4 separate regions of the Mus musculus genome follow, and all the other regions are linked to region 1. The links are chromatin contacts, called in public Hi-C, Micro-C and promoter capture Hi-C maps. All regions are on one chromosome and are shown on one strand. Each heading gives the region's core, a stretch centred on a gene start, on an enhancer-like site or on the middle of the called end of the contact. The rest is flanking DNA. Distances are from core to core; before and after follow the strand shown.

Region 1 (3,000 bases), core at 494-2,993:
GAGGACTGTGTGCATGCATACTGCCGGTGACACCGAGGGCTACACACGAATCACATAGGACAATCAGTACCACGGACACACACTGAGCACCACAAACACATCACCAACCACTAAGTCCCACGGACACACCGCAAAAGCCCCCTCGGCTCGGCCCAGGGAAAAGGCATGAGGGGAGACAGTGCAAGCGAAAGTTCAGGCCACAACCCCACAGGCAGCGTCCCCATCGGCTTCTCTCCGCAGCTCTGCGTGGGCACAAGACGGCCGATCCCCCCAGGACGGCCAGAAGGACCTGTTGAGGCAGCTGAGGCCTCGCTACCCGCTCGCCTGCAGCCCCGGGAGAGCGACGGACACCGGTCTCGGGTCTCAGGGGCGTTCGCTTTCATCGCTCCCCGTCCGCCCGCTCGCTACACGCTCCGCGCAAAGGCCCCAGGGCCTGGCCAAGCGGGAGGCGCGGGGACCGGGCGGGAGGAGCTCACAAGACTCCGCGGCTTCCCGGAGCCAGCAGGCCGCGCGCGGCTCTCCGCGGCCTTCCCGCGGGCCTGCTCCTCACGTCAGCCGGAGGTACAAGGTGCTGGACAGAGGAAACGCGCCCACCCCTCAGGCCTCACCGGCCTGGGGCCGTGCCTGACGCCACCGGCAGCCGCCGCCCGCCCGCCCGGGAGCCCGGGGCCCCGGCAGCCACCACAGCTCAGGCCGCGCTGCCGCCGCCGCGGATGCCTCCGCCCTCCCCGCCGCCCAGCCGCCCCGCCGCCGCCGAGCTTTCCCCACCATTATGCTGCGCTCCGTCGCCGCCGCCGCTGCCGCCGCCGCGCCCGGCCCTCCCTCCGGAGCCGCCTCCTTCCCGCCGCCCGGCGCCTCTCGGGCCTCAGCCGGCGACGGGCGCGGGGGGCGGGGGGGACGCAGGCCGCCGCCTCCTCCTCCCCGCCATCTCCTCCCTCCTCCCCGGCTCCCCCCGCTGGCTCAGCGCGGAGGGCTCGGGGCTCGAGGGGCGCCATGTTGGCGGCGGCTTCCACCACAGAAAAAAAAAAAAAAAAATGCCTCGGCGCGCGCCGGGGCGAAACCGGGCGAGGCGGCCGGGGCGTCGCGCGCCGGCTGGAGGCCTGGCCCGCCGCGCGCTCTCGCTCGCTCGTTCGTTCGCTCGCTCACTCACCGCGTCTCCTCAGCCCGACGGCGGCGCGGGGCCTGCGGGGCTGCAGAGGACGCCTGGGGGGCAAAGTTGGCATCCCCCAACCAAGAGGCGGTTCACACGGTGCGGGCGCGGCGGCCGGCCCGGCTCGCGGCCTCCTCGGAGTTCATTGTGTGCGCTTGAGTGTTTCCCCGCGCGGGGCCGGGCCGGGCGAGCGCGGGGCCGGGCCGGGCGAGCGCGGGGCCTGGGCCGAGCTGCGCACGGGGGGCTCTAGCGGCCGGCGCGGGACTTGCGCGGCCCGCGCTGTCTCCCCGCCCCGAGGCCGGGGGAGCCCGCCGCACCCGCTCCTACCTTCCCTCGACCTGTCTCCGGCGCCTCGCTGAGAAATCGGTTTCAGCATATTCTAAGGGGGTCCACACACGAACTCCATGTCAACACACACGTGCGAGCTACGTACGTGCAGGCGCGCTGGAGGCGAGCACCGAGACACGAGGGTAGCATTGTTAGGATCCGGCCAAGCCCGGTGGGCTGCGTTGCAGCTTGCGGTGTGGACCCGCTCGGCACTTTGCTTGGCTCCTAATGGCTCCGTGTTGGACAAGCACTCGCCCGTGTACTACTGACCCGAGTGGGTAAGACGGTATCCCTCGCTTTCCAATCCTGTGCTCAAAAAAAAAAAAAAAGTTGCAAAGACACCCGAGTTCCCCGTCTCAAATATGCACAAGTGGGACGTTTAGAAAGAATGGACCACCCATTATCACTCTGGTTAGAACATTACAAATTGCTGTGAGGAGTAGGTTATCTTTTCTAGTGAGCAATTCTAGATCTAATCAGAGGAGAGCCCTTAAGCTATATGGCTTTAAAAGTCTTGGGGGAAAAGTCAAAGCATATACAGATGTCATACGTTGTCCTAACAACCTTTGCCTGCTAGGAGTTTAAAAGGGGAAACCCATTAGCTAAGATTGCCTGTCCCTATTCTCATTGGATAGATGTACCTGAAAAATCACTGGCGACGCCCCTAGAAATCTAGGGTTCTTATACAAATTATCCATCTGTTTACAGTGCTGATCTCTAAGTTAGAACTTACTTAGAGTAGCATTGAGTTGGCTTTTTGAAGTACACCAGTCAAACGGTCTTTCAAACTGTTAACAGTTCTGCCACTGATACCAGCATCGCAGAGAGAAGTGTTTGCTCTTTTGATGTTTGTTTCTGGCTTCCCCCCGCCCCCACTTCTAAGATCATGAAGTATTTATAATTCATTTAAATAATAAAATATGGCATGGCTGGACAGCAAGATTGCTCAGCAAATAAAGCCACTCACCACCAAGCCTGAAAGTCTGAGTTCAAGCCCCAGGACCCACCTGTGTGATGGAATGAAAGAACCAGTTTATTTCAGAAGTCGCCCTTAAACTAGATGGGTGGACTAAAGGATGCCAGGGGAAATCATGCCGTATTGGATTGGACTGCTGGACTGGAAATCACTTCTTTAAGTGAATCACCTCTTTTTTAAAAAAAGGTCTTCTTTCAGCTGTAGAGGAATGCCTACTTCTATATTTCTATGTAGTTTGCAGAAGCTACTCAAGTATGAAAATTTTTCTGTGTGGGGGGGAGGGAAAGAGGGAGGGACACACACACTCACAGAGAGAGAGAGAGAGAGAGAGAGAGAAGGGGGGAGGGAGAGAGGGAGAGAGAAATACAGTTTAGGAAAACAAAGTGACTCCCCCCAGTTATACAGAATAGAAATAGCTTCTATTTTTACATATAACTCTCTTAGATAGCCTATCTATAAGATTTCCTATTTCTTTGCTATAGTTTCCCAGCCCAACAGCTTTATTAACTGCATTTGTCTGTCAACTGGGTGAGTATATGAGGGTGGG
Region 2 (2,903 bases), core at 37-2,536, 530 kb before region 1:
AAAAATACTATTATCTCTTTAAAAAGAAACTTCATTTTTTTCAATGGAAAATTTCTTTATGAGAGCAAGGAATAATAATAATTTTAAGTCCCTCAGTTAAATCACAGAGCTGCTTCTCATCAGACTTGTAAAAATTTCATGAGGAGTACGTTTAGCCTCAGCAGCACATCTGTACAGGTATAGCACAAATCTGAGTCAAGCCCATTGCTTGTTTGGTGCTATTGAAAAAAGGAGAAAAACAATTCTGAAGGCACCACTCCTGTTCTTGACAAGGGAAAATGTTTTACGGAAGAAACCGGGTGCAGTGACACGGGCCTACAATCCTGGCCCCTGGGAATCAGAGACCGGGATAGGGAGTTCACAGCTATCTTTGGCTATGTCAAGAGTTTAAGGCAAGCCTGGATTTGAAACTATGTCTCAAAAACCAGGGCCTATGAAGAGGACCCAGTGGGCAAAGTGCTTGCACATAAACAATAGAAGCAGAGTTTGGACATCCAGAGCCCAAGGTGACTCTGTGTGTGGGTGTGCAGGGTGCCTGCCACCCCGTCACTCAGTGGGCAGAGGGGCATTCCCAGAGCAAGCTGGCTAGATAGACTAGCTCACTTGGCAAGTTCTGGACACAATACAGAGCCATCGAGGAAGACATCCAAAGCCCAAGTGTGCACACAGATGTGTGTGCACACCACATACACAGACATACTCTCAAATGACCAACATTTGAGATTATCAAAGGGTAACAAAAAATTAAAAGCCAAAAGAGAGCAAAAGAAAGCAAATACATGACCCGAGAGCTTTACTTGGATTAAGTTTAGAAAGGGGGAAAAAATCATTTTTTTGTTGTTATTTTAAAATGGAGCCTCACTATTTGGCCCTGGCTGTTCTAGAGCTTGCTATGTATCTCAGGCTGGCCTTAACTAGGTTTTAACTGAGGATGGCCTCCAAATCCTGATGGTCTGCCGAGTGTTGGGATGGCAGGGGAGTGGTCCCACAGCTAGCTTCAGTTAATCTTCGACACAAAACAGTCATGCGTAGTCACAGTACAACGTGGTCATCTACACGTGTATAGTGACAAATCCGATTAGGGTGACTGGTGTATCTGCCATCTAAATATTTATCATTTATTTGTTCTGAGAATGCTCAAAATCCCATTGGAAATATTCAGCTAATGGGGATCAATATTTACAACAGTTATTCAATGGGTCCAGATGCACCTCTGTTATCTGTGAACCTCCAGCCTCCGTGTCCCCTTCCTGTCCCCTCCCCTTCCTGAGTTCTGGACTCAGGATTCAGATTAATTTTCAGTTTCCTTTATAGGTGGCAACATGTGATATTTATCTCTCTGTGCCTCTCTCTGTGCCTGGCTTCTGCGATACGCTTTTAAACAGCTATCTGCTGCCAGTCTCACTATATCCCGCTGTTCTGGGTGGAAGCTTTTATCCTCTTATGGTTCTAGGTTTCGGCTAGGTTGTAAATGCATTTGGTGGCCACGATTGTTTTCCGTTTCCCTGGAGTGGAGATGGGGCTTCAGGATCTGGTCCTGGGTCCTGGATGGGAGTGGGTGCTTCCTGTTTTGGCCCTTCCTGGCACAATGCCTTGTGGGTCCTAGTGACGGCCTGTCTCTCATCCCAGCCGCCTTTATGGACTCCCCAAAGCACCAGAGTCCGTTATTTTGTTCTAAAGCACAGACACAGTTGTAAAACTGGCTTTCTGTCTTTTCTGTAGGTCTTCTTTTGTTTAGGACCAGGGACAAGGGACTGAGGTGCATATTTTACACACCAAAGCAGGCCTGGCCTCCAGGTTCTCCCAGCATCCCTCAGTCCTTACCTGGTATACCCCACCCCCAACCCTAAACTTTCTAGCCCAGAGGCTGGGCGGCCCTTCTTTCAGAGGCTCCTCTCTGTATAATCCAGACATTTTGGTCTCCCTGCTCTCCCTCTTTCTCTCTCCTTCTCTTTTTCTGTACCCTCTCCCTTCCCCCACCCCCTTTTTCTCCCCACGGTGACTTCCCTGGCCTAGGTCCTTGGGGCCAGTGAATTCATCCTCCTGAAAGCATCCTCCCAATAAACCTGCATTTAACATAATCTAATCTGGTTTGAATGGACTCATTTCACTGTGGGGAGAAATAGACACAGGAAGAATAAGTATATGAGCAGGCTAAGACCAGCATCTTAAGATTAGGAAGTGGTGAGCTGGGGCTGGCCCTCAGTTGGCAAAGGGCTTGCCTTTCAAGCAGGAGAACCTGAGTTTGATTTCCCAGAACCCAAGTTAAAAGAAAACAAACAAACAAACAAACAAACAACAACAAACAGTCTGGTGTGATGGTGTACACTTGTAATTCCAGTCAGCACTGGTAAGGCAGAGACAGGCAGATTCCTGGGGCTTGCTGGCCAAGTCGTCTAGCCTGCTTGGTGAATTCCAGGCTAGTGAGAGACCCTGTTAGAGAGAGAGAGAGAGAGAGAGAGAGAGAGAGAGAGAGAGAGAGAGAGTCTCTTCTGACTTCCACACGTGTGCTATGCCATCCATTGCACCCCCATATATGTATGTAAATAAATAAATAAATAAATGTAATTTGAAAAATGGTGGTTGATGGACACCCGAGGAATAAGAGCTTTAGGCTGTCCTCTGTACACATACACACATACACATACATCAGGCACACATGAACTTGCACACACATTTAGAAAATAACAGAAAGTAAGCCTGCCTCTTGGGCTTCTGACACATGCTAGTTACCTTTGTATTGCTGTGAAAGATCACCTAAAGAATAGCACAAGGGGTGAAAGGTTATTTTGGTTCACATTTTCAGTTCATCACAGTGAGGAGGTGTGGTGGAACAACTCAGCTCGTGGCTGCATGAGTATTGTGGGTCAGCAAGGCAGGAACTAGGAGCCAGCTATGACCTC
Region 3 (2,904 bases), core at 344-2,843, 610 kb before region 1:
CCAGAGTAAGCAAAATAATGCTAGATCCGACAAGTGCTTGTGGTTTTCTCACAGGCGGGGCATGAAGGTTGGGGGAGGGGGTGTTTGGTTTTGGGAGGGTCCAGCGTGGGAAGGAGGGCAGAAGAGGCGTAGGAGGGCCAGGTGGCCACGATTGAGCGCATGTACATGTGGAGGAGAGTGCCCAGTGAAGCCTTTGCACTGTACAAACGATACAGGCCGGGAGGAGGCAGAAGGAAACAAACGCCTGCCTCTTTTTGAGTTCTAATGAGAAGGAAGTATGTTTCTAAAAAGGGTACACTTTCTGTGGGCACAGACCCTTGGCTATGTGGTTGCATCTCCCAGAAGTGTCAGATCTGTAGAGGAATTGTCCCAGTAGTGCTCTTCCCCCACGTGCCTGCCGCACAGGCCTGCCTTGCCGAGGTCTTCCTGCAGTGGCATACTCTTGTCACCTCTTGTCATACTCCTTGTCTAGATACCTTTTCTGTTGTTTTATATCCAGGTTTTCGCATTTAGGCCCTTTTCTGAGGTATGTTATGTGTAAAATTATGTATGAGTTTAAGCTGGAGTTTTGTTTGTTTGTTTGCTTGTTTTGTTTTTTCGAGACAGGGTCTCTGTGTAGCCTTGGCTGTCCTGGAACTCACTCTGTAGCCTATACTGGCCTTGAACTCAGAGATCTACCTGCCTTTGCTGGGATCAAAGGAATTAAAGGTGTGTGTTACTACTACCAGAATGGTCTTGCCACATTTAAAGTCTCCTAAACTTAGGTCTGAGTTAAGAGGCTCTTGTAGCATGTAATTTTCTTTGTCTTAATTTTTAAGTTAACCGACAAGGTGTAATGGGTCTTACTACTGCATTGTGGTGCCTGTGTATTATTATGTTTGTTCCCACTAATTCTCTTCTCCCATGCCCCCCACTTTCTCCTCTCCGAGAGTCGCCTCTGCTTAATGCTAGTGTGTTACCTCTGCTTTTCCCTCCTCTCTCATGATCTTCCTCCTAGGTTCATGGTCTCTTCCCTGCATCTGCCTACCACCCTTCAAGGCTAGGTTCCAAATATTAAAGAAAATGCACAGTACTTATCTTTGTAAGGTTTGGTTTGCTTCACATAATAGGATGGTTCCGTTTCCTGGCTCTTATAAATAAAAGCAGTAATAAACATGGGTATGTGAATACTCAAGGGGAATATAGCTGGGTCACGTGGTAGTTTTGGTGTCCAGACTGGTTTCTATAGATAGTGTAAATTGGCTACACCATCTACACTAGTGGCTAGTTAGAGTTCCTCTTTTTTTTTCCCCCCAATTTTTTATTAGGTATTTACTTCATTTACATTTCAAATGCTATCCCAAAAGTCGCCCATACCCTCCCCACCCCCTGCTCCCCTACCCACCCACTCCCTCTTTTTGGCCCTGGCGTTCCCCTGTACTGAGGCATATAAAATTTGCAAGACCAAGGGGCCTCTCTTTCCAATGATGGCCGACTAGGCCATCTTCTGCTACATAATGCAGCTAGAGACATGAGCTCTGGGGGTAGGTCAGCATTTGTATCCTTCCCTATCCCGGGCTCAGAAAGAGTCTGTTTTTGCATTCCCTGAGGCTGAGGCTGCGGGTGCCTTTTCAAGTGTAAACTTGCCAGTCAGTGTTTCCTTTGAGGACTGAGTAGTGTCCAGTTCATTGGCCCATTTATTAGGTGGATGATTTGGGGTTTGGTGTTTAGTTTTAGATTTCTTCAGATATTCTAGATATTAATCCCGTGTCTGTTGTGTAGCTGGGAGAGACTTTTTTTAAGCAGTATATTTTTTATGGGTTGTGGAGTTTGTCAAGTAGTGGATTCCATAAAAGTATTTTCGTCACTTTAATTTTTTAGTCAAGGAATGATATGTTAGCTCTAATAGCTATTTTAAATCAGAATGTCTGTTTCCTGTTAGTATGGAAGAAAATTGCTTAGGTTCTCCCTCCCTTTCCTTCTTCCTTTTCTCAGCTGTATGGGACCTGTATTTCTTTCAGTTCAGTGAAAGATCATGGGAGGAACTGGAAGGCCTCAGGCAGCTAAGTCCTTGGAAAGTAATGTGTTTACTTGGAGAGTATTTGAAACCGCATGCCCCAGAGGCAGAAAGGTGATCTCACTCTTCTGTCTTGTTGTTATTGGTGGTGATGCTGGTGATGGTGATGATAGTGATGGTTATGTTTTCGTGCCCATGTGCAAGAGTGTGAAGTTGGTGCTCTCCTTCTGTCTTTATATGAGTTCTAGAGATGGATTGAACTCAGTCACCAGGCTTGAACAGCAGGTGTCTTTACCCTTCCGGAGCCATCTCACTGTGTCCCCCACCCTTGGTTTTGATTTTGGTTTTTTTAAGAGGTTTCTCTGTAACCTGACTATCCTGGACACGGACACACACACACACAACTCACGCAGGCCATTAGGATCCTTCTGCAGTAAAGCTTTACGAGAGATAGATGATCAGCTTCAGGAGAGGAGACCCAGAGGGCAGAAAACCCTTCCCTTATATAGGCTGCGAAGTACGGTTAGAAGTACGGTTGGAGACGTGCACCACCAGGATTGGCTGCCCACCTTCAGCCAGATGAAGCCACGAGAGAGGCAGGGCTCAGGTAATGGAAAGATACCCTGACGCCTGCGCACATTTTACTACGAGCAACTAATGTCAGCGCCATCTTGTAACGGCGACTGTGAGGGCGGCTCCTCACAACATACCACACCACACTACACACACACACACCACACACACACACACACCACTACACACATACACACACACACACCACACACCACACACATACACACACATACCACACCACATACTACACTACACACACACACACATGCCTGTGTGAACCAATGGAGAGATCTGCCTGCCTCTGCCTTCTGAGTGTTGGGTTTAAAGGCATGCAC
Region 4 (2,805 bases), core at 279-2,778, 640 kb before region 1:
GGCCTCTCGCCTAGAAGTCTCATGGTTGTAAGTGTACAGAGTAAGGTTCTGGTATTGTTTTCTTTAAAGGGACTTTGCAAACTAAATTTTTTGGTGGCTGTTGTCTTATGAAATATAATCCAGGTAATACTGAAACACTGAAAAAAAAGAACAGAAGTTTGAAATTTCTTCTGGCTGTGCTAAAGAACTTGAGTTGTTTTTAGAGTTAAGTGTTTGAAAATCAGATAAAACCATGTATATGTTTCTGTTCTCCTCCGGCTGGCTGTTCTGCAGCTTTAGATTCCATGTGCCATTTGAACTTCAGCACAAGAAGTCTGATGAATGTCAGGCAGGACTCTGTTGTCATTAGGATTTGGATTTGAGTGGCAGGAGCATGTGACTACTTTGCAAGGAGCTATTTTTGGTATGGGCTGTTGGCTTAGTCTCCAAACTGTAGCAAGTTAGTGTGAGACACATTTGTAGAGGCGCAAAAAAGGACGAACATTGTGATGTGAGTTCTGAAGTTTCGATATGGGCTGTTGCTTCAGCAAAGAACTCAGTAATGACAGTGACAATGAGAAAATTGGCCTGTTACAAAAATGTGTGGAAGAGAAGAAACCGGAGACCAAGATAAGTAAAACTTTATCTTCATTATTTGATACCCTTGAAGGTGAGGAGCTTCATACTGTTGAAAATGGACCCAGCAGAGCAGCCGCTGGTGTTACTGTGTGGACTAGAGTTTTTACCAGGTCCAGGCACAAACAGGATCATAGATCAAAGCAGTCATTGAATTCTAATTCCTCTACCACTTCTGAGTTCTTTTATGGGTCTGAAAATTTAGATGAGGTTAACAAGAATTTAGATACTGTTGCTACCGAAGAGAATTCTGAGATTGCCAGTGATCCACTGGGTATGAATAGTGATAGACAGGCTTGTTCTGAAAATGACCAGCCTTTCTCACGTGTGCCCATGTCTTCTGACCAGCAGGAGAAAACTTTTGTAAGTGACCATCTACAATGTTACCTGGCCACTTGCAAAAACTCATTAGAAAAAGAAAACGTGCTAAATGGTGGAATCAGTAGTTTAAATGAGAGTAACTCTGTTAGTGTGTCTGCTGGAGAGTTGCAAAATACAACCCGTATTTGTGTTGGTGACAAACTGTGTAAGAATTCAAGGGAAAGCAGATTTTATAGTATTTGTGCTGTAGATCTGGATTGTATGAACATGGATGAGGGACTGTTCACTCCCATGTATGGAACAGCTGCAGAAGAAAGCCATTCAGCTGTTACTTACCAAGTTTTCCAAGAGGATCGGCCCTTAGATAACAGGGAAGAGCATACTGCCTCAGATGCCATACAGAGGGCAGGAGAGCGAAAGCTGCAGCAGGAAGAGCTCTTACCCCAAGATGTCCTCGGCCCACGTGACACAAGAGAAGTGTCTAGTGAGAGAAGTGAATGGAGTTCTGATCCTTTGGTGGACAGTGCTGCATCTGATGAAGCACTCATCAGTGACCTGCAAGCTGAGTCTCTAAGGGCAAAAGTTCATGCCAAATTCCCTAAAGATCACACAGAACATAGTATATTACATAATACTGGCCTACTCCCTGAATTAACTATTAACATAGGCAGTGACTCATTACAGCGCATGTGTGCTGTATCTGAAGAGAGAGAGAGCAGTGCTTCAGGAATAGGAAGTCAGATGGGTGATTCACTTGTTAATTTACCAAGTGATAGTTCCCATGTTGATGGGATTGCTGAACCTGCGGCTACAACAGTTAGCACTTGTCAAAGTTTAAACTCTAAAATGGAAAGAGAGCACAACTCTGAAAAGCCACTAGACTGTAATGATTACTTCCACATCAGTGTTAGCAGGTCAGGTAGGACCCTTTCCTTTGGTCTAGATAAGATTAATTTAAGTCCTGAAAAGTTAGCGTCAGAGAGCTTAGACAGGGACTATCTCCCAGTTCATGCTAATTTCAAAGAAGCTGCCTTGAGCAAACTTGATGGCCCTAATCCTATATCCCACCGGGGACCAGTGTGTGTGGAGGAGCAACCCTTGGGGGATAGCAATCTGGAAACTGGAAGTATCCAGCTGGCAAACAGAGGTGAGCTGTTCTTGTGTTCTGAAAATAGTTCCATTTGTCAAGATGAGGATAAAATGAGCATTTTAGAGACGGAGAGCCGTGCCAAGAGGGAGTTGAAAAGTTGGTGTCAAGCAGATGTCTGTAGAGGTAATAGGGCAGACAAGGCTCAGAGAGAAACTTATGATTTAACGCAAGTGAAAAGTGAACCAGACACAGAAGAGGTGGTCCAGAAGGCGGATCTCCTGAAGCTTGGACTTTCACAAAGAATGCCAAATGACGAGTCTCACTCCAGACCGCATCAGGGCACAGTAACACCCCCTGCATTTATTTTCACTTGTACTGGTCCTGAAGCAAGGGAAACAGGCCTACATGACAAAACAGGAGATAAAGTACATGTGAAGAGCTTGGTTGGTGTATTACACAACCAATTCAGTGGGCCCTATGTACTAGCAAACGCTGAAAAGGAACCACAGAAAGCTAATTATAGAGAGATCTGTGAGAAGAACACAGGAAATGCCGAGTCCAGTTTTCATTGGGAAACCAGTGTTCTTAGCAAGGTTGTGCCCAATGGGAATATGGTAACTTGTATTGGTATTGGCATAGCAGCAGATCCTGACTGTGAAACTAATCAAATTGAAAACAGTTACAGAACTGATGGTGTGAATGAAGACCCAGACCTTACAGTTGTGCCACCTTTAAACCACAGTTTATTGTCACCTGAAGAGGAGTGGGCCAACAGTGAC

The links. Promoter capture Hi-C pulls out the DNA fragments that hold promoters and counts their contacts. A called contact is a pair of places that touch in the nucleus more often than the background predicts.
Region 2: a contact with region 1 is called in a Micro-C map of the G1E-ER4 cell line. The contact joins the enhancer-like site here to the promoter of Zmynd11 in region 1. A contact is called at or near these places in 1 of 39 promoter capture datasets (embryonic stem cells), 1 of 484 Hi-C or Micro-C datasets (the G1E-ER4 cell line), 7 of 115 datasets of contacts at active chromatin or transcription factors (SST interneurons, embryonic forebrain, embryonic stem cells and 2 more) and 2 of 9 other capture datasets (embryonic stem cells and macrophages).
Region 3: a contact with region 1 is called in a promoter capture Hi-C map of embryonic stem cells, with 3 times the contacts expected there. The contact joins the enhancer-like site here to the promoter of Zmynd11 in region 1. A contact is called at or near these places in 1 of 39 promoter capture datasets (embryonic stem cells), 13 of 115 datasets of contacts at active chromatin or transcription factors (the 230-238 cell line, SST interneurons, bone marrow-derived macrophages and 9 more) and 5 of 9 other capture datasets (adipose tissue, embryonic stem cells, liver and 2 more).
Region 4: a contact with region 1 is called in a Hi-C map of bone marrow-derived macrophages, with 12 read pairs. The contact joins the enhancer-like site here to the promoter of Zmynd11 in region 1. A contact is called at or near these places in 1 of 484 Hi-C or Micro-C datasets (bone marrow-derived macrophages), 6 of 115 datasets of contacts at active chromatin or transcription factors (the 230-238 cell line, bone marrow-derived macrophages, cardiomyocytes and 3 more) and 1 of 9 other capture datasets (adipose tissue).

The regions. Positions count from the first base shown.
Region 1 is chr13:9,763,578-9,766,577 of GRCm38.p6, forward strand. Zmynd11 (zinc finger, MYND domain containing 11) reads right to left here and starts at 1,744. Exons shown (of 15, transcript NM_001199141.2): 1 at 1,478-1,744.
Region 2 is chr13:9,236,380-9,239,282 of GRCm38.p6, forward strand. No RefSeq gene overlaps it. Among named protein-coding and RNA genes, the nearest start is that of Dip2c, 39 kb to the right of the region's middle. Within about 2 kb of position 1,287, at least 4 of the 459 cell types and tissues checked have an H3K27ac peak or open chromatin away from gene starts, as enhancers often do. A contact at or near this core is called in the G1E-ER4 cell line, where this site is marked.
Region 3 is chr13:9,153,863-9,156,766 of GRCm38.p6, forward strand. All of the region lies in intron 11 of Larp4b (La ribonucleoprotein domain family, member 4B), which reads left to right. Among named protein-coding and RNA genes, the nearest start is that of Larp4b, 61 kb to the left of the region's middle. Within about 2 kb of position 1,594, at least 16 of the 459 cell types and tissues checked have an H3K27ac peak or open chromatin away from gene starts, as enhancers often do. A contact at or near this core is called in embryonic stem cells, where this site is marked.
Region 4 is chr13:9,127,528-9,130,332 of GRCm38.p6, forward strand. All of the region lies in intron 3 of Larp4b (La ribonucleoprotein domain family, member 4B), which reads left to right. Among named protein-coding and RNA genes, the nearest start is that of Larp4b, 35 kb to the left of the region's middle. Within about 2 kb of position 1,529, at least 45 of the 459 cell types and tissues checked have an H3K27ac peak or open chromatin away from gene starts, as enhancers often do. A contact at or near this core is called in adipose tissue, bone marrow-derived macrophages, cardiomyocytes and 1 more, where this site is marked.